Linked DNA regions of Gossypium arboreum: region 2 is linked to region 1. Evidence: chromatin contacts called from public Hi-C data. All regions are on one chromosome and are shown on one strand. The core of a region is the stretch at or near the end of the contact, and the rest is flanking DNA. Distances in the headings are between cores, read along the strand shown. Region 1 has its middle 23 kb from the start of LOC128281425. Region 2 has its middle 14 kb from the start of LOC128282554.

The links. A called contact is a pair of places that touch in the nucleus more often than the background predicts.
Region 2: a Hi-C map of leaf shows a contact between it and region 1, with 2.8 times the contacts expected there. The contact joins two enhancer-like sites. A contact is called at or near these places in 2 of 5 Hi-C or Micro-C datasets (both in leaf).

What each region holds. Positions count from the first base shown.
Region 1 is chr10:41,958,649-41,963,278 of ASM2569848v2, reverse strand. No RefSeq gene overlaps it. Among protein-coding and RNA genes, the nearest start is that of LOC128281425, 23 kb to the right of the region's middle. Within about 2 kb of position 2,563, at least 2 of the 2 cell types and tissues checked have an H3K27ac peak or open chromatin away from gene starts, as enhancers often do. A contact at or near this core is called in leaf, where this site is marked.
Region 2 is chr10:42,591,904-42,596,194 of ASM2569848v2, reverse strand. No RefSeq gene overlaps it. Among protein-coding and RNA genes, the nearest start is that of LOC128282554, 14 kb to the left of the region's middle. Within about 2 kb of position 1,679, at least 2 of the 2 cell types and tissues checked have an H3K27ac peak or open chromatin away from gene starts, as enhancers often do. A contact at or near this core is called in leaf, where this site is marked.

The DNA of each region.
Region 1 (4,630 bases), core at 1,314-3,813:
GATGAGTCCTATTTTCTAAAATTGATGAGTCGAGTGAAATGAAATTCAAGTCAAACCGAATCGAGTGAAATTGTTGAAGTTAAATTAAAAATTAAACATGTAAAATTAAAATCTTGTTACAATATAACTAATTCCATGTTAAAGCACATAAAATTGAAACAATATAGATTTGAACTTTTTAAACTAAATAAGAAAAAAGAAGAAGATAATTTAGTATGATAAACTTAAATCACTAATTAACTTATTTAGGTCCCAAAATTATTATTATTTTAAATTTTAACTTTCTTTATATATTTTTGAGACTTTTTAAAAATTACATATTTTAAAATATAAATTCTGAAATTTTATAAATATTTTAATTTTTTTTGTAATTTTGTTGAGAGACCAATTTGCTCATTTTCAAAATTGATAGGGACCAAAGGGTATTTATACCAATTTGTTATTCAAAATTTTCTAAGTTATTCAAATTGTAATATTCAACTCGACTCGAACTAGAAACTTGACTTACTTATTTGACTTGATTCAAATAAATGAATTCAATTAACTCAAAATTTGATTTTTTTTTTAGTAAACTTATTAAATAGGACATCAATATAGGGACTAGGTTGGAAGTGGTTCAAACTAGTGGAATTGAATTGAGATTTCAATCAAATCGTTACAGTGCAATTATATTAAGGATCTAAAAGCAATTACACCATGGGTCAACTCATGTTAGTGGCACCGCCTAAATCCAACCATTAAAAACCATTAAGCTTGTCATCCTTTAATAATAGCCATTGATTTAATTAATGATTATTAGTCAATTAATTTAATTTTTTACATAAATAAAATAGTGGGCATTACCAGCTTACCTTCTCCTCCAATTCAAGAAGAAGATGAGAAATTTTGATTCAACATTTCACCGTTGCCGATAAAAAATTCATAAGCTAAGCTTTCTTCTTCAATTTTTCTTAAAGCATACTATAAAGGTGTTAGATTAAAGTAGCCGAATTGTTAAATTATGAAATTATTAATATTTAGCAGTTGTTATCTTTGAAATTAAAGCGAAATAAAGATTCAAAACTATGAATGATGCATGTTTTGAAAATAAATGTTTTACAAACTTTTTCTTTGACTTCTACTGAGGATAGGAATGAAGAAGGTGTTTCCATTCTTGAGGATTCTAACACCAAGAAGGTTTGATTTAAGGGGTCAGACGCAATTCCTGAAGATGTGATGGTTGTGGATCCACTGCCAGTGCCTTCTCTATCATGGAAGGATATGCTAGTGGGGAAGGAAAGTTTTGTTCAGAACAATACAAGTGATCGCCAGTCCTTTGCTGATAATTTCTCCCTCATAGAGCAGGATGTCAAGAAATCTTTTATTGATGGTGTTCCTTCCATTGATTTCTCGGAGAGAGTTTATCAACTTTTGGAAAAAGAATTGTCAACCTTTGTGGTACTCAAGATGTTGGGACAAAACCTTGGAATTAAAACTTTGCATCAATAATATATGGGATTTGGAAACTATCTAAGCCTTTTCAATTAATGGATACTGAAAATGGTTATTTTCCTGCAAAATTTCAGAACACTGACGACTATGACAAGATTCATTCCCAAGGTCCGTGGGTTATTTTCAGTCATTACCTCACTGTCCAAACCTGGACAATCTATTTCAATCCTAAACCTTACCCCTCTTGTACAGTTGCTTTAGCCTAGGAGCCAACCTAGCTAAGGCAATATCCCAAAGTAGGGGCAGCTAACTGTGTAGATAGATGCTCTTTCCTCTTGCGGGAAAGCTATTCCTTGAGTTGAGATGCTACTGCTTAGATTAGATGGTTAGCTTAGTAGATGCTTTCGGATAAGGATGAAGTGCAGGATCTACTCTGAGAAATCCATCTATGAGAGGGAACGAACAGAGTGACAGCCTACATGAATGAGTAGCACGATCAACTGCTCTTCAGAAAGAGGACTACTCAAGGAGTTTAGGGATTGCAAGCTTGGGATTACAACGAGATACCAGGACTTTTTAGGCCGTTCATCGAGCCCTTGCAGCTATTTATGCCCTACTTTCTTAGCTCCTTTCCTTCTTAGTTAATCGAGTTAGTTAGTCGGTCGAGTAGCCTAGAGACTGAGCAGCATTGTCATTTCTTCTTTCCTATCTATATCTAGTCAAGCGGTTTGAAACCCTTCTACTTGTGAGCTAAGTTTCTTCCTCTCCTAATGGCATTAGCTTCGGCTGATAAGGTCCTCACATGGATTCGTTTTCCCGGGCTTCCTAGTCACTTTTATAAAAAAAGAGATTCTTATGGAGATTGGGGGAATGATAGGTAAAGTAACAAAATTGGATTTTAACAATGATAGTAGAGCAAGGGTCGGTACGTTCGCATGGCAGTTTTTTTTTCAATTTAGGGCTATCGTTAGTCTAGAAGATTCTCATCAATGGTAGTCTTCAAAACATCAAGTACAAAAACTTACCTATGGTTTGCTTTAAGTGTGGCTATTATGGACACACTAAGGAAACCTACCCGTCACTCACACAACTCCCAGGGGCAAAAGAGAAAGGTGAGACATTGGAACAAACTTCTGTAGCTACTACGGCGGCCAGAGAAAGGAACTATGGTCCTTGGATGCTGGTGGAGTGGAAGACCAGGCGCGGCTTGGATGGGATCAAAAAAGGAAACAATTTTAAAAGGGGATAAAAGTATGGGATCACGTTATCAATTGTTAGTAGATTTGGAGGTGACTTCAATAGAAGAGGAGATGAATATGGAACCCCAGAAAGATTTGAAGAAAAAAGGGAAAGTTGTATTAATTGGTTCCCAAGGTAAATCTTCAACGGGTAAAAAATCAGCTAATGATGGTTCTAAAAAATTCAATTTGGGCCTGTCAGTAGGGAAACATTTAAAGGGTTGGGCCCTAACCCTAAAGCGATTAATATCTTGAACGATCATTTCACGGGTGGGACTAAAACGGTCCTAGATCCGCAAGCTTCTTTTGGTGTTAAAAAGCTGACCCCTTCGACTAGAAATCAGCAGGCCCCTTGTGATTTTAATAGTGGACTGCAGCAAGGGGCCCAGGTTTCCAAAGAATCTGCTGCAGATCTTATTAAACTCTCAAGTGCCACACATGATGCTTTGCCCAGTGCCGGAGAAAATAACTGATCATTAATTTTAGGTAATACTGTCTCCTTTTGTCCTTTAGTTTTAAATTTACAAAATATTGTTTACGCAGATCAAGTAAACGTGGATCCTCCTTTTTCTCTCCAAAAGTAAGCGGAACATGTAGTACACTTTAATCCTACATTTGAGTAGAGTTCTTTTGTTAATGTGGAGGTGAAGGAAGGAGTTTTGGAGGCAGAAAATCATTCGGCAGTTGTGTTCAAAAATAGAAATATTCTGGAGCTCGTGAGCGAGGAGATGGGGGTAATGGTCATTCGACTGGAATCAAATTGCCTAGGGAGACTTTTAAGAGACAAAATGCTAGTGTCTGGTCTAAAAGGAGGTTGGGAACTTAACAAAACTTTAAAAGGGCCAAGTAATCGTTTCAAAAATTCTAAAAATATTCGGGTTTCATTTGTTGATTCTATGAAAAGGGCAGCGGAGCTTGTTGCATCTAAAATTGATAAAAAAATCTACTATGGATTTGTCGCGGCAAAAAGGAGAGCCAGTGGAGTTTTCTTCTACCGGTTGCCAATAAGATAAGGTCTTTTTTCTTTTTTAAATTTTATTATTATGAATTTGTCTATTTTATCTTAGAATGTACAGGGATGTGCGTCTGATAAATTTTGCGAGCTTTTCATGAGTATAACAATCAGCATAAACCTGATATAGTTAGCCTTCTTGAACCAAGAATTAGTGGGACTAAAGCTAACACAATCATGATGAAGTTAGGGTGGGACAAATCTCATCGCGTGGAAGCAATAGGATTTTCTAAAGGTATCTGGATTGGATGGAAAAATTCGATTGATTTGGATGTGGTTGGCAATCATCATCAATTAATTTTGGCTCATATATGTTCTAATTTGCATTCTCATTCGATCTTTGTTGCTTTTGTGTATGGGAACCCGGACAAATTGAAAAGGAAAAATTTGTGGAATGATTTAAGTCACTCAGTTCCACTTAGGAATGATCCTTGGATTACCATAGGAGATTTCAACGCTATCCTCTCTTCAGATGATAAAAAAAGGTGGTCATGTTAAAGGTTACATATGCCAATTTTTTTGTGATTTATGAATAAAGCTCAATTGCATGATCTAGGTTTTCAAGGCCCTCTTTTCACATGGCATCATGGTAACCTCTCTGGAAGACTAGATAGGGTCGTGGGAAATGACGCTTGGATGGAATCTTTTCCTAATTGTTCTGTTTCCTATCTACCTAGAATTAAATCTGATCATCGACCACTTTTTTTAAATTTTTGTCACGAAGTTAGATTTGCTCCTAATCGTCCTTTCCAGTTTTTAGCTGGCTGGCCACACTACAAAAATTTTACTAATTTTATTAAGGAAAATTAGAGTTTCGATGCTAATATGACTAGTGCAATTGTTGGGTTTACTAATAAGCTCAAAAGTTGGAACTATTGTGTTTTTGGACATATAAACTAGAGGAAGAGGCAGTTAATGCATAAGCTTTCTAAAATCCAACATACCTTGA
Region 2 (4,291 bases), core at 430-2,929, 630 kb before region 1:
TTCAAGTTTTTTAATTTTTTTACAATTTTAATATTTTTGAATTTTTATAATTATATAATTTTTACTTTTATAATATTTTAATTAGTTACTGATGTGGCATATAAAATAAAATAAGAACATATCAATAATGAATACACGTTAATCATAATGTAAAATAACTATGTATACATTTGAAAGTCACGTAAGGACTTTTTGTTTTGTATGGTTGAATGTCAAAACAAAAGGAGTAAATGATTTTAGAGAATTCTTTAACGCCACCAATAGATTGCAACATCGGTATTTGAATGTTATTGTTTTCTTTTCTAGATTAACCTCTTTTTTTTTTTTTTTTTGCTCAAATTCTACATTAACCTTCATTCTAAAATTCCAACTTAGAAATTAAACTTATTAGCAAAAACCTCTCAGTTTTAAACCACTCAGACTAGTAAAAAAAGTAAAATTTGACATTAAATACATATATATTATTAACCTCAACTATATTTTACCACATAATAATTAAAACTAATTATTAAGGGAAATATAACAAATTAGTTTAATTATTAATCTCATCTACATATAAGATTAGTGGTACATAATTCAAAAAGGAAAAAATTACATTAATTTGGTATGCGTTTTTCGTATACTTCTTTTTTTATTATGTATTTTTACTTTTGATAAAAATCTCACTTTTCTATACTTTAATAGGTTTGCCTTCTAACCTTAAAATATGTACCAAACAAGCATCTTTTCTGTCTCTACGATGTCAAGCTCTGTCTATGAAATGGATAGGATTGACGAACGTGCTATTGAAGATCGACGCACCAAGAAGGTGAGATTTAAGAAGCAGCAAGCGGGATCTGATGTTGTTGAGGATATGGATATGTCATCTGATCTGAACCTCTTGTGGAAAGATTGACTTTTGGGAAAAGGCTTTTCAAATTTGAAGAAGGTGACTGAATATCTTGGAAAAAGAAGGGGACGATGATTTCAATCTCTCCAACAGGGATATCAAGAAATCTACGGTTAATGGAATTCCTTCAATTGAATTCTCGGATAAGGTTAATCAACTTCTCATCAAAGATATGTCCACTACGATGGTGATAAAACTCTTGGTCCACTACGATGGTGCTAAAGCTCTTGGGGAGGAGTATAGGATATGTGGCTCTCCAAAATAGGGTTCATAGTCTCTGGAAGCCTTCCCTGCTGTTCCAGCTGATGGACATTGAGAATGGGTACTATTTGGCAAATTTTCAGGATCAAAAGGATTTCGACAAAGTGATTTCTCAAGGGCCATGGGTCATTTATGACCAATACTTGGCTACGTAACCTTGGACTATAGACTTCAATCCTGCACAACCTTACCCTAACGTTGTAATGACTTGGGTCAAATCACCAGGCCTCCTAGGGATTTGTACATGAAAAAAGTTCTATGGAGATAGGTGAAATGGTAGGGAGAGTCGCTAAATTGGATTTTAATATGGATAAAGGTTCGAGGGGTCGTTTTGCCTGTATGGTGGTATATGTTCATTTGGATAAACCTTTAGTTTCACATGTGTTGATAAATGGTAATCTCCAAAACATTGAGTATGAATCCTTACTGATGGTTTGCTTCATTTGTGGCCGGTATGGACAACTGAAGGAGTCATGCACCATAGTAGGGAATTTAGTTTCACCGAAAAATCAAACGCCATCGTCTGATATGGTTATGACGGAGGTTGGCGTGTCAATAAGAATAGCGGTTTACGGGCCTTGGATGGTTGTTGAGAAGAAATCCAGGCGAAAATCAAGTAATTTGCAAAATTCAAGAATGGTTAATCAGGAGAACAAGGCTATGGGATCCCGATTTATGGCTTTGATTTCGACTGATAAGAAAAAAGGGGATTTCAGTCAAGAGATTAAGAAATCTAAAGAGGCCTGAAATAAAGGAAAAGAACCTATGGGTAGGGATTCCTTAGGGTTTTAGGCAAAATCTAACAGACAAGTTTTTGGATAAATTTGGGGGTAATGAAAAGACAGTTCAGGTGGGCCAACGAAGGAATGTTGGATTGGTGGGCCTGAGTGGGGGATCTTATGAGGTGGGTAGTAGTATGGTAACAAAGGAAGCTGGTAGCTCATCAAAGGGCCCAAGTAGGCAATCAGTGGACAAGTCTAGGGGGGACCAAGGAGAGTTAATTGTGCCAGCAGGCAAAAATTCGGTGACCCAAACTCTATTGGGTTAAAAAGAAAGAACGAATGGTTTTAGGCTTTGATTAACATAATCCCATAAAAATTCGGCTGATATTGATGGTACAAACATAGGTGAAGACAACACTACTGGAATTATTTCCCACTTTAATCCAATGTTCGAAGGGTTGGTGAAGGTTGGTATTTCAATGAGCAAAGGTGGTTTAGATCCTAACAAACATTTGGCATTAATTTTTAAAGAAAATTTACAATCGAATAACAAAAGTGTAAGCATTAGTGGGAGTCTTACTAATGGTGAAAAAGACGACTTGAGTTTCAAAGGGAGAGGTGCGGGTGGAAAAATTAATTTTGTTAGAGAGGGAAGAAACTTAACAAATCTCTAGGTAGCCGTGGGAGTCAGTTTAAGATGTCAGGAAGTTCTCGAGTTCCTTTATCTGACTCAATGAACTTTATGGTTGAGCTTATTGCTTCTTAATTGGCAATTGAAGGTGGGGACAGTGGCTCCAAGAAAGTAGAGAATAGCTTGGCAGATTCTACAGTAATTGGTAGTTAAGGTTGGTATTCTCCCATTTTGTGTTTTTATTATGAACTTATCTTTTTTTTCTTAGAATTGTCAAGGGTGTGCTAGTGTTAATTTCCTCGTATTTTTATGAGTATAACATAGAGTATAAATCAGATATTGTTGGCCTTCTTGAACCGAGAGTGAGTGGAGACAACACAGACTCTATTACTACTAAGTTGGGTTTCTAGTGTTCCGACCGGGTGGAAGCAATTGGATATTCTGGGGGTATTTGGATAGGTTGGAAGGACTCGATTCAAGTGGATGTGGCTTGAAATCACCCTCAATTTATTTTAGTACGGGTATCATGTGGTATCCCTTCAAAGTTTATTTTTTATTTCATTTGTTTATGGCAGTCCTGATAAACAGAAACACAAATTTCTTTAGGAGGCTTTGAAATCTTTAATTCCATCCAAATCAGATCCTTGGGTGGCTATTGGAAATTTCAATGTTATTTTATCCATAAATGAAAAGAAAGGTGGGCGTTCTAGTAGGAGGATATGTCCTTTTTTCAGAGAATTTGTTGATTCGGCTGAGTTACATGATTTGGGTTTCAAGGGTTCTTTCACTTAGCAGAAAAGTGGTATTCTTGAAAGGTTAGATCTAGCCATTGGTAATGATACTTGGTTGAAACCATTTCCCAACAGTATGGTTACTCATCTTCTATGAATTAACTCTGATCATAAACCTCTCCTTTCGTTAAATCCAGAATTCACCATGTCTAAAGAAGGCTTTTGAGGTTCTTAGCTAGGTGGGTTGAACATCCAAATTTTGCGGCTTTTGTTCAAAGCAAGTAGTGTTTCAATAGGAGTATGTCATATTCTTTATCCAATTTTACTTATGGCGTCAAACATTCGAATAAATCGGTATACAGGCACTTTAAGACTCATAAAAAATAGTTGATTAATAAGTTGGCGGATATTCAAAGGGCAATGGAATTTTCTAGCTTGGATCACTTATTTCAGTTGGAAATACATATACGGGAAAAGATTGGAGACAGTTCTTCATCATGAGGAACTTTTATGGAAGCAAAAAGCTAGATGTGATTAGCTTAAGTTTGGGGATCAGAATACTAAGTTTTTTCACAAACGTAGGCTTAGAGGAGGAAGTGCAACAAAATCACTACTCTGCGTAATCTTGATGGTTATTGGATATTTGATCCATAAATACTAAAAGTTGAAGTAGTTGATTTCTTTCAAAAATTATATGGGGATGTTTCGAAGCTTATGAGTGATCTACTTACAAATTCTTCTCCTCAGCTTGTTGTCTCTGATATTGAGTTTTTGGGTAGAGAGTTCTCCAATGAGGAAATAAAAAAGACACTTTTTGATATGACCCATTTGAAGGCCCCAGGTAGTGACAGGTTTCATGCTTTCTTTTTTTAGAATCAATGGGAGGTAGTTGGTGCTAATATTTGTGCTTGGGTCAAAAAGATTTTTGCTAGAGAAGTTAGTGATCTAGAGTTGAATAATACTTTGATTGTGCTTATTCCCAAGGTAGCTAGCCTTGAGAGTTTCACTCAATTTTGGCCTATTAGTTTGCGCTCTATTTTTTACAAGTTGGCTATAG